Linked DNA regions of Gossypium hirsutum: region 2 is linked to region 1. Evidence: chromatin contacts called from public Hi-C data. All regions are on one chromosome and are shown on one strand. Each heading gives the region's core, a stretch centred on a gene start, on an enhancer-like site or on the middle of the called end of the contact. The rest is flanking DNA. Distances are from core to core; before and after follow the strand shown.

Region 1 (5,682 bases), core at 1,065-3,564:
TCCACGTATAGTAAAACATAAACCATAATAAATATAGGTTAAGAACCCACACATGGTTTACAAAGAGTGGGACTTGAACTTGGGATCTTAAAGTTCCCAAGACCTTAACCATCCAATTAAGCTAAGGCCTTGTTGAGGGAAGTTGATTCCATTGTCAGAAGTCTGCAAAGTTTTGTCCATCGGGAGCCAATGAACCCTTCAACTTGTTGATAATATCTTTGGTGGGTTTTTTTTTTCTTTTGACTCTAATGAAAGCATAGGTGCCTAAAGAGGTAGAAGGTTCATAGTGTGAGGACGCTTTGTTGGGTGCTTAATAAAATGAACCACGCGGATATACATGGTCACCCACTAAAGAAATCTCAACATTTACTCTTGGTGGGATATAAATATGTGCCCAATATGCTATAAGACACTTATAGGTAACTAGACTATCACTTGAGATAAAAGTTATAATTTTATTTTATTTTATTGTCATCTCTTTTACGGTTTGTTTCTTATTTAATGATTTTTCTATACAAATACATGTTAATTATTTAATTATAATATTAATCTTGAGATAATTTTTTACTTTTATATTTTAATAAAATTTCCATGAAATTTTTTTTAATAATGGTAACTAATTAATTTTACATAAAATAATTTAATGAATGTATCAAGATTAATATATAATTAAATTAAATATAAATTTAAAATATTTACTTTTAGTTGAAGTTGAATATAATTTTTTAATGAAAGAAGTCAAATATATTTCATTTTGTAGGATTTCATATGTAATTAAAATTTCGTTATTTTTTAATTAAAAGAGAAATGAATAAATCAAATAGAAAATGAATTGATGAATAATAAAAAGAGATAATTGTCTTTTTTTATTTAAGGTTTGCTTAGTAAATAGATTTTAAAGGGGTTTGTGGGATTTTTTTTCAAACTTGAGAGAGATAAGTAGATATTCTTGAAACTATAGGGATAATTTTACATTAAACTTGATAGGGGTAAGTGTCTTTTACTTAATTGTTAAGAGCAAGTGCTTATTCACGGATATATATATATAAAAGGGAGGGATGCACTTTGTAACTTTTATTATAACTAATATTTTAACAATCCAATTATTGAATTTATCAATATAATTGTATTTGTCATACTTGTAAATATTTGAATCAATCTGATATCTTTATCATATCGATCTAAAATAATGTTTATATTAATATATATTCAAAGTTTCAAAATTTTTACATAAAACAAATAATTAAATATTTAATTTACTCCAAACTTAACATATGTGATCTACATGAATGAAACATGAAATCTGATGATTGAATTGTGTTCAATAATTTTTTAGCTATCTTTTAACAAACCACTAATTCACTATTCACATCACACCATTTTGTTGTTAAATTTTCATACCGTAAGTTTGTGAGTTTTTTTTTCTTTTGGGTTTGTAAGTTTAGAGTTTTTTTTTTCTTATTTTTAAATTATTTCAAATATGTTTCTAAAAAGAAATTAATTTTTCATGATATTAAAGCAATATATTTAGCAATTTCTAAAGATTGGTTCAAGAGATTTGGAACTTTTCTTCACAAAAAGGTATACCTCAACAATTTTTTGTATATTTTAAAATTACTCTTCTTTCTTTTGTTTGTGATTGTGAAAATCAGTAGTGTGGTTGGTGATTCTCATAAGATTGTGTGCTGTTCAATTAATTCATAGGGATATTATTTAATTTTTACATATATTTTAGGGTTATTTATAATTCTTTTTTATCCAAACTTATAAAATATTTAAAAATATTTAAAAATAAAATATTAAAATCCTATATCAAATAGTACGAATTGATACGCATCAATACAAGTTGTATTAATCAAATCAAAATTTTTTATCAGAATAAAACTTAAATTATTTAGTATTAAAATAGTACAAACTACTATGCTTGGCCACTCCTTGATATTTTATCTTGGTTCCGTCCTTAATTATGACCCCTTTCACTTGTACTCTCAAATTATAATAATATAGAACATGGTGCATATTAATTTGTATATTATAATCATGTTTAAAATGTTATATTTATATAAATTTTCAAAAAAGATATTTTCTTTATATAAAATTTATGGTTTTCATATAATTTCTTTCATATTTGTATTATCTTTCTTTTTTTTTCTAAATTTATTTGTATTTATTGTGTTGGTGTAGCATTCCAAGTTAAAGGCGGGACTTGTGATTTGTGAGTCCAAAAAGCTACCAAGCTGGATGAGCTAAGGCTTGTCTTGAGGAGCCCATTAAACCATATGTACCCTCCTAGGCTACCACTCAATGTTTCCAGAAACCATTTAGCAGTGGTTGAAGCCATTCTAAACCATGGATTGGTCCAGGCCTAACTACCCACAAGAATGGTTGGTTGCTATTAGCTAGCCCATGCTATCACCTGGGTTTTAACTACAAGAAAAACGCAGTTGTGGTTGAAAAGGAAATAGTCAGTAAAGTTATAAATTTAGTCTTTATAATTTACAAGATTTAAATTTAAAGGCCTAACATGTTTTCTTTTATATATTATACGGATGGAGATAAGGATAACATGGTTTGAATTCGTGTCAAATGAGTGTTTAACAAAATTTTTAATTATCACTCTATACTAATTAAGACTATTGCATTTGTAATTATTGTTAAGTTGGTACAATTATTTATTTTTTGTGATAATATTTATAAAATTACAATTGTAAGTACTTGTGACAAATTTAAATGATTACAACTACTTTTGGGTAAACTATAAATGGCTACTATGAGATAAAATAGGATCATATTGGGAGAATGAATTTATCCCAAAGAGATTAATGATATCTTATGAGGGTAACACACTTATGACAAGGTCATTGGATGAGCACTTATTGAGTAGCTTTTGTAATGGTATGTAACTGGGGAGAGCTCAATCACGATATTATAATGGAATGAATTTATTACTAAGTAAGTTTATAATTAATAGGTGAAAAATTAAAATTTAATTATAAATTATTTGAGCCCTAATTATATATGTCCGCTAGCTTATTATGCAGCATCCTACCCGATGAAACCCTAGTGTTCAAACGATGTTTATGGAAGGAAGGCATAAATAGTAAGTTTTGAGTGTGTGTAAAGTATAAGAAGTTGAATAAGTATAAGAATTCTTTGAGCAAGCCTATAACGCCTCAGTTCTTGCTGGCACAAAGTCCTGCGTAGCCTTTGAAAAGTACAATTGGCGAATTTGTAACTGCCCAAGTGCTCTTTTTGAAGCATTATGGGGGCAGACACAATTGTATGTTCAAGATGTTAAGAGTTCCACGCTAGATAATTGTGAATTGATAGAAGAATAATGTGGTCAGGTAAATAGATACTGAAGGTATAAGCCCACGTTAGAAGTAGTATACCATTTTCCCCATGATACTGTACAATTTAAGTTATAACGTAAGTTGGTTAGGAACTAACCGAACGAGAACCATGATATTTAAAAGAGAAAGGGAAAGTACAGAATTAGTTTCCTCAGAATTTGTAGACCCTTGATAAGATAAGTCAGTGGTGATGTGACATTTATCAAGTTCCAATAAAGACTTTGGACTATTTTAATAGGTCTTCAAGTTGAAATAAAGGGAGTTCTCTTCTCTTTTAGAAATATTAAAACCTATGGCTGGAGGAAAGGAGAAGCATTTTTCTTTAAGCTAGATCCTAACCTCTAGATTCTTCTATAAATTTGTCCATGTCGAGGTGAGTTTTATGACTCTGAAAAGTAGATCTACATGAATGCCTAAAAAAGTAAGGCTTTGTTTATAGGTTATTTGTATTTAAGATGATGGAAAAGTTATCCGAATGAATTTTTATGGTGTTCTTTTGTTTTAAGAGGCAGTGGTTACTGTAACTCCTAAAAGGATCTTGGATCTAGAGCTCAACCTACTATACATTCTTGACAGGTGAATCCCTAAGTTAACTTTCACATGTAAGGTATTAATTGTGATGTTTCTATAGAAAATGGCCAGATTGTGAACGCTAAATGAGTCGTGCATGTATAGTTCATGAAGAAACTGATAGGTTAAGCATGAGACAGTTGTTCTAATGATGAAATGAAACTATATGAGTACTTTTGGAATGCATGAGATGATATGAAATGAAATGTATGTTAACTTATGTATGGAATCAAAGCATGAAATAATTGTTAAGTGAGTTTTTGTCTGTCTCAACGGAGTCATCTAAAAGAGTCTGTTGAGACTTTAAACACGATTCTTTGAAAGGAAAAGTCCATGGAACAATACTGTGTAAGACCATAGCTGGTGGGCTATGGCGTCATATGGAAAGACCATATTGTATAAGACCATAACTGGTAGGTTATGGCATCATATGGAAAGAACTAAATGAAGGTTATCACCTAATGGAGTTCTCTACGTGATCCAAGACAATTAGGGGCAAACCTCACATAATGTGAGTCTAAGCGAATCCCTATCGTGAACACAACATAAAATGGAAGCGTTTGTAGCAATCTATGAAATGGAAACCTTTGTAACGATCTATGGAAAGGAACGCCTTCATGGCGCCTTTTAAAGGAAGGCCCTTATGGAAATCATCTAAAGGAAACGCTTTTGTCACAGACCTTGAAAGAGAGAAATGACAAGTATGACAAACCCTGAAAGAATGATATGTAAGGCTAACTCTAAAAAATGGTAAGTATGAAAAACTTTGAACAAATAGTACGTATGGCAAATCTGAAGGAATAGTACATATGATGAACTTTGAAGGAATAGTACGTATAGCGAACTCTGAAGAAACAGTTCCGTAGGAAATGTTGTGGTATATCCTGCATAGTCTTAAGATATGTCCAGAGAAGATAGAACATGCTAGGGAATGTAGTGAATTCATAGTATGACCAAGTAGACTAGAAGAATAACTCGATCAACAGTGTTTTATAGGTATGGGTTCTAGAATGGGAACAATTAAGGAAATCATGAAAAGGCTGGGTGAAAAACATAAGGTTTTGAAGATGCTAAGGGTTAGGAGTAGTCATAAAGCAAGGTATGACGTCTATTGTATGAAGAAGAAAGATACTCGCCAAAGTCAAGTTAAAGAATGAGGAACAATGAGATGATAATGAAATTACCAAATGAATTGTAATGAGATGATACAGGTAAATGGAGTTCATTTCACTAAGTTCTCATGAACTTACCTTAGTGTTTTATGTCACAAGTAAGTTGATTAAGGCCTGTGCCAGAAGGGACGATGCTAGGGCTACACCAAAAGAATGGTGAAGTGGGCTATTATGCATGCAAAGTAGGTTTGGGCAGGCATGGTCGAGTCTGTTGTAATAAATAGAAATAATGTAATCATGTTCAGAGATTTGTCCACAAGTCCTAACAACTGCAACCCTTCATATAATGATTGTAGTTGTTTGTTGTATACTCATTTGTAATTTTTATTTTAAAACCATATCCACTAGGTTGTAAATGTTGAAGATATGTATGAATAGTTGAGTGTAAGTCTGTAATAGAGATGTAACACATAAGATCCAAATCTGATTTAGCTAGTTCTCAAATCACGATGATAAATAAGCCATGTATGCATAATGTGCCGGACCTAGTAGAGTTCCTTAGGTATGTTAAAAATTTTCTTATTTGTAAGATTGATGAGTTAATAATGGCTTAATGAAGAGTATTGAAGAAGAACGAAAAGATAAGA
Region 2 (6,366 bases), core at 3,613-6,112, 180 kb before region 1:
TATTTTTTTTTTAAGTTGAAAAACATGATTGCAATTTATTCTATTGCTTTTAATTTAATAGTGATGACTTCGCTTTGCTTATGATAGAATGGTTGGACATTTTTATTTTATATTTTTTTCATAACATGTTTTTAATGTTTTGTGCATCAATTGATTTCATCCAAATAAAATTAGACATTTTTCTCATACATAATAAATGTTTGATTGCATCTGAACTATTTATTTAATCAGAACCAAATAATAATAAGTGGAAACGATATTTGGATGGTGCATGTTTGATCTTTTAATGATAAATTAGGTCAAATTATTAATAAAATCGAAATGTATTTATTACCTTGCATAATGTTAGGATTAATGTGATTAAATTGTTTTAGTATAAACATATCACTGTTACTTCACATAAATTCTAAGGAATGATGCTTTATAATATAATATTTAGTTAAATATGACATAAACATATGTGTATTGACTATTAGATAAACATAGGACTTCGACAAAAGCTTATGACTAAAAATTCTAAGTTAATAAAAAATTGAGTTGGCATGGATTTTTTCGGAACATTTATTAAACATTGTTATGAATTAATTAAGTTGAGGAGTGTTATTATTCTAGGTCATTCATGTCATAGTTATTAAACCTCGTGAATTGTTGCTCCAATTTATATTTTGCATTTTTATTTATTTATTTTAGTTAATTCCTCCTTCATACTTATTTATTTTTCATCACCAACTTGCTTAGTTATAATTTCACAATATTTGCCTATACAGTCCATGTGGATACGATGCTCTAACTCATTACTTTATTGCTTGTTGACGACTGTGTATAATTGCACATCTATTGTATATATATTTATTTTGCAACAAATTTTTGGCACCGTTGCTGGGGACTATGTTTTAGTAATTATTTGTGAAATTGTAATTTGGCAATTTGGTTTAAATTCATTTTGTTTTTATTTTTAGTAATTTTTGCTAGTTTCAGATGATAATGTATCCTTTACGACAAAATCAAAACCAATGAGCTTTTTACAACACTCATAAATCGGTCTTTGTTGCTAATGATAGAGACCGCCCTATTCGTCAGTATGCCGTGACTTTATTCAATGAACTCAATTCGGGAATTGTAAGACCCAAAATTGAGGCTCCTCAATTTGAATTAAAGCCGATAATGTTCTAAATTTTGCGAACGGTAGGCCAATTTAGTGGAAAGCCTACTAAAGGTCCACATCTACACCTCCATTAAGTAAGCGATTGATTCAAGCTTGCTAGAGTGACCGAAGACGCTTTGAGGTTGAAGTTATTCCCATGTTATTCCCATACTCGTTGAGAGATCGAGCGCGAGCATCGTTGAATTCCTTATCACCTTATTCAGTATCAACATGGAAATAATTGGCTGAAAAATTCTTGATGAAGTATTTTCCACCAAGTAAAAGTGCCAAGCTCAGAAATGAAATCGCCACATTTCAACAATTTGAGACGAATCTCTCTATGACGCGTGAGAGTGGTTTAAGGAGCTGTTGTAAAAATATCCTCATCATGGCATTCCTCATTGTATTTAGTTGGATACCTTTTACTATGGTCTCAATGCACATACAAGACTGGTGGTAGACGCTTCAACCAATGAAGCTCTTCTTTCGAAATCATATAATAAAGCTTCTGAGATCTTTGAAAGGATTTCTAGCAACAATTATCAGTGGTCGACTAGTAAAGTAGCCATAGAAACAAGAGTGGTTGGAGTTCACGAAGTTAATACACTTACGTCTTTGGCAGCCCAAGTATCTTCTATGACTTCTATGCTTAAGAACTTTACCCCTAACGATTTTAATGCTTACATGCCTGGTCAACTGCCAAGCTAGTTTGAAAATATCTCCTATGTTTATTATGGAGATGGTCACATGTTTGAAAACTACCCATCAAACCTAAAATCCATCTACTCCATGGGCTAGGGCCACAATCAAATTATTACAATTTTTCATGGTAAAATCATTCAAATTTCTCATGGTGTAATTAAAAGCCTGGTCCTAGAAACTTTTATATGTAATCCCGACTAAACCAACCGAAGGGTTTTCGCAACAAGTTCAGGAACCTCTACCCACTAAACCTTCGAACAGCCTTGAAGATTTGCTGAAGGTATACATGGCAAAAAGTGATGCCATGATTCAAAGCCAAACAACAACATTGAATAATTTGGAGAACCATGTGGAACAACTAAGCAACAAGCTCAAAAGTAGACCCCAAGGTGCTTTGCCAAGTGACACTGTAAAAGAACTGTGTAAATTTGTCACCTTGAGGAACGAAAAAGTGTTGGAACCTAGGGCTATTGAAATTGAAAACAAGCTTGTTGTAGCTAAAAATTGGGAGGAAAGTCAACTAGATGTCGAAATTCCCATAGTGCAAAAGCTTGATCTTGTGACCCCTACCGAAACACAAGCACAATAGAATAGTCCTAAGGGTTCAATCCCCGCAACAAACACAAAAACATCTACACCTCCAAAAAACTATCTGATAAAGGTTAAAACTCTACCAACTCCTTATCCACAGGGATTCCAGAAGTAACAACAAGAGACACAGTTTAAGAAATTCTTAGGTGTGCTCAAACAGTTACATGTCAACATCGCTCTTATGGAAGCTTTGGAGCAAATGTCAAACTATGCCAAATTCATAAAGGACATCCTCTCTAAAAAGAGGAGGCTGAGGGAATTTGAGAGTCACCTTGACAAAAGAATTCAACGCATTTCTACAAGAGAAACTGTTGTAAAAGATGAAGGATATGGGGAGTTTTTCTATACCATGCTACATCAGAGACTCGTACTGCGAATTGGCTTTATGCGATGTGGGAGAAAGTATAAACTTGATACCCATGTCTGTGTTTAAGTAATGAGGGATTGGTGAGGTTAGACTGATAACTATCACACTTCAATTGGCAGACAAGTCGATAACACATCTGGAGGGAAAGATTGAAGATGTTCTGGTACATGTTGACAAATTTATTTTTCCCGCTGACTTCCTTATTTTAGATTTTGAAGCAAATAAAAAAGTCCCTACCATTTTGGGAAGGCCATTTTTGGCAACTAGAAAAACATTGATAGATGTTTAGAAAGGGGAACTCACAATGCGAGTACAAGACGGTCAGGAAGTAGAGTTACCTATCAAATTGAAAAGGCACAAAAAGGATACCGAATGTCATATTACAGATTCTCAAGGTAACAGTTGTTATTGGTATACACATGGAAGATTTTCAAAAGCTGATGAAGAGTCTAATAAAGGTCAGAAAAGACGGTTCCAAAATAGAGTATTTGATCCAGGGAAACTGAAGTCCCGGTAGTTAGGATCATTTACCACTGCTAGAATAATTTTGACTATCGAGGGTTAGTGAAGGTTGACCCGATCTTGGGTATTTGATCTAGGTAAAACTTAAACTTCGATGACCTGAGAATTCCACTGTCAGTCAAGCCTTTCCTTATGAAGGTAAGATTAAGGTAAGTGGGCAATGGTTGAAACATTGTCGAACCGGTGAATTTGAGCGGAAAAAATTATTTAACTCACTTTAATTGATCCGTAATGATTTTTATGCTGGAAGGCTGCTAATTTAAAAAAAAATTGAGTAGTCCGTAAATAAATAAAATTAGTTATTATGTACCTAATATATATAAATATGTAAATAAAGAATAATAATAAAGAAATCCCTTATTAGCTTAATTTTTGAATTAGGTAAAATTATGATTTTACTTTTTATTATTGTGTTTCTTTTCTTTTTTTGTTTCCCTTGGTTCTCTTCCCAACCGTCGCGGCCTTGACTTTTCCATTCCAACTTACCGTCGATCCTGTCTCATTCTCTCCACCTTCAAGCGTCACCGCCTAGCCTTCCCCATCCCACGCCCTCGCCTTTCCCTCCACGATCAATTGTCACCTTCATCAGCAGCCTGCTACACCACCCATGACAGCCAAATTGCCGCACCTTTCTCCCTTACCCCGTCACCGTTGCACACCACCATATTGTGACACCATCACCGAACAACAACTCTTTTTCCACCATCCACAAGCACCATAAAACCAATTGCAGCATCCATCCGCTCCACTCCCTTGCCACCACCTAGTCGCATAGCCAGTAGTAGCAGCTCTTTGTATCAGAAATAAACGACTACCACCCTAAGCGACCAGATCTCCCTGCACATAAACAAGAGTATTATGTCTCGAAAATGGAAAAGAGTGAATATTCAGACTGATTAAAACCCTTGTTCTGAACTCTGATTGCAAGAGCACGATATATTACGATCTTTAAGAAAAAATCGATGCTCCTGGATAAGGGTTTCCAGCTTACTAGTAATAGCGATGCCGATGCGCCGGTATTCATTCAGGAAGTCGTTAATGAACGGGGATGGAAAGTAGTTTTTGATGTCTGAAATCTTTCGGATTAAGGTATTGTTCAAGAATTTTATTCTCATTTTAATCTGTCTACAGTAACAATATTGCAGATGGGAGAAAGGGAATTGTTTCTAACAACATTAGTCATCAATGGCTTGTTTGATTTGCCTGATATTGAGAACGATGATTTCTTGACCCTATGTGAAGATGTTAATGCGAAAAGAATTCAAGATGTTTTGAAAGTAGTCACAGTTCTTGGAACTAAATGGTCGCTTTTGAGGCAAGGTACTCGTTACTGTCAGAGAGAATTTCTGACTCAAAAGGAAAATATTTCATCTTCTAACCTTGGAACCCGACTCGCAGAATCGAACCTGAGGATTTTGCTACATCTAGGTAGGATGTTGATGACGTGATCTCGTATACAACTTATAGGCCCAATCTCAAGAAGCCTAATCCCACAACATTTGGGTCGAATCTAGAAGAATTGTCAGAAGAAAGAATGGTTCGTGATGCCCTTAAAATTCCTTTGGGTCCCATTACGCGAGCTAAGGCCAAGAAAATGAAGGAGTCATTCATAGGCCTAATTCAACATCTATTGGCTGAACCCAATCCGTTCAGCAACTATTTGGCTCCAGTTAAGGATCCAGGTTGGTGCAACTTGTTGCACGTGATGAATTAAGTCTAAGAAGATTGTTTGGTTGCTTTCCCACAACTAGTTTTTCATTTATTTAATTTCCCTCAGCTCATGATTGCTAAACTTTAATTTTGGTGGTTTTTAGTTAAATTAGTTGTTAGTTTATTTATTCACTTTAATTGCATTTTAAATATTTTTTAATTTAGCTATTAAATTTGCCCAAATTTATTACAACTTTATTATCATATTTAAAGTGTCGTAAATGTTGTTTATTGTGCTCTAATGGAACACCGATGGGTGGCCAGTTTGGGGAACAAATGTAACCATTCAAGTGATGATCCAAGGGCCATTCAACTACATGAAGATGTATGGAATTTTCGGTCACTTAAAGGCTGATTCATGAAGGCATTTTAATGGTCAAGTGGAGATGAATGTATGAGAGGAATTGTTCATGAACCAGTAGCTTAAGAGTCAATCCATCTCCCATTTCCATGCATGGATATTCGGCCATTAAGGAGTGCATGAAGGGACCATTCAATTTGGATGCATGTGCATGAATTATTCCTGCTAATTAAATGCTTAAAGATGAACAAACATTGCTTAAGGGCTAAAGATGCATGGACGACACAAGGGGGAATGAATGATGAATTTCCAAACATTAAATGTGGGTTCATGTAATGTGAAAATACTTTGTACCTAAGGGATACACGTATGGCCGGTTTTGAAGAGGCATTTTTCAAGGCCTATAAATATTCGACCTAGGTCACTTTGTAAGAGTGAATGAACCAATCAATCAACTTTGAAACTTAAACTGATTTTATACTTTCTTCTTTTCAGGAATAAAACCAAACTTATCATGAACTTACCTTCATGCGCTGTTCATTAATAGATCCTATCACTTCCCTTCTCAACTCTTTCTGAAGTGTGACGATCATCCTATATCGTTGGTTCCTATCTCAATATAGATAATGGGCTACGATCTTTCTTAAAACAACCAACTTGTTAAGACTTAACTTTGCTTTGTAGAAATCAGGTCACACTGTTTCATAATGCTGGTTCATTTCTGGATCAAGTTTCGTTTTATCAATTTTTATTCATTCCGTTCTTCCATTCCAATACCTAAATACATTTCAAGTTCTAAGCTTAACTTCCCTTTTTTCTGAGAAAGTATCTATTTAGACGAATGGGCATATCAAATCATGGATCAAATTCTAAACTCGTAATCAAATTCATATTAGTTGATAACATGGATGAAGGGACAGAGTTTGACAGTGTCAACAAATAATTGGGGGGATTTTTGTTCTTTTTGTTCTATTTCTTTAAGTTTTTCTGTGTAATAATTTTTTTAAGTTGCAATTATGAATAAAATTG

Evidence for each region. Hi-C and Micro-C count contacts between places; a contact is called where the count stands out from the background.
Region 2: a Hi-C map of leaf shows a contact between it and region 1, with 4 times the contacts expected there. The contact joins two enhancer-like sites. A contact is called at or near these places in 12 of 34 Hi-C or Micro-C datasets (anther, callus, hypocotyl and 2 more).

Annotation. Positions count from the first base shown.
Region 1 is chrD04:12,411,088-12,416,769 of Gossypium_hirsutum_v2.1, reverse strand. No RefSeq gene overlaps it. Among protein-coding and RNA genes, the nearest start is that of LOC107955147, 26 kb to the right of the region's middle. Within about 2 kb of position 2,314, at least 2 of the 9 cell types and tissues checked have an H3K27ac peak or open chromatin away from gene starts, as enhancers often do. A contact at or near this core is called in leaf, where this site is marked.
Region 2 is chrD04:12,590,242-12,596,607 of Gossypium_hirsutum_v2.1, reverse strand. It overlaps LOC121216660 (small nucleolar RNA R71), which reads right to left and starts at 1,539; the gene lies at 1,434-1,539. Within about 2 kb of position 4,862, at least 3 of the 9 cell types and tissues checked have an H3K27ac peak or open chromatin away from gene starts, as enhancers often do. A contact at or near this core is called in leaf, where this site is marked.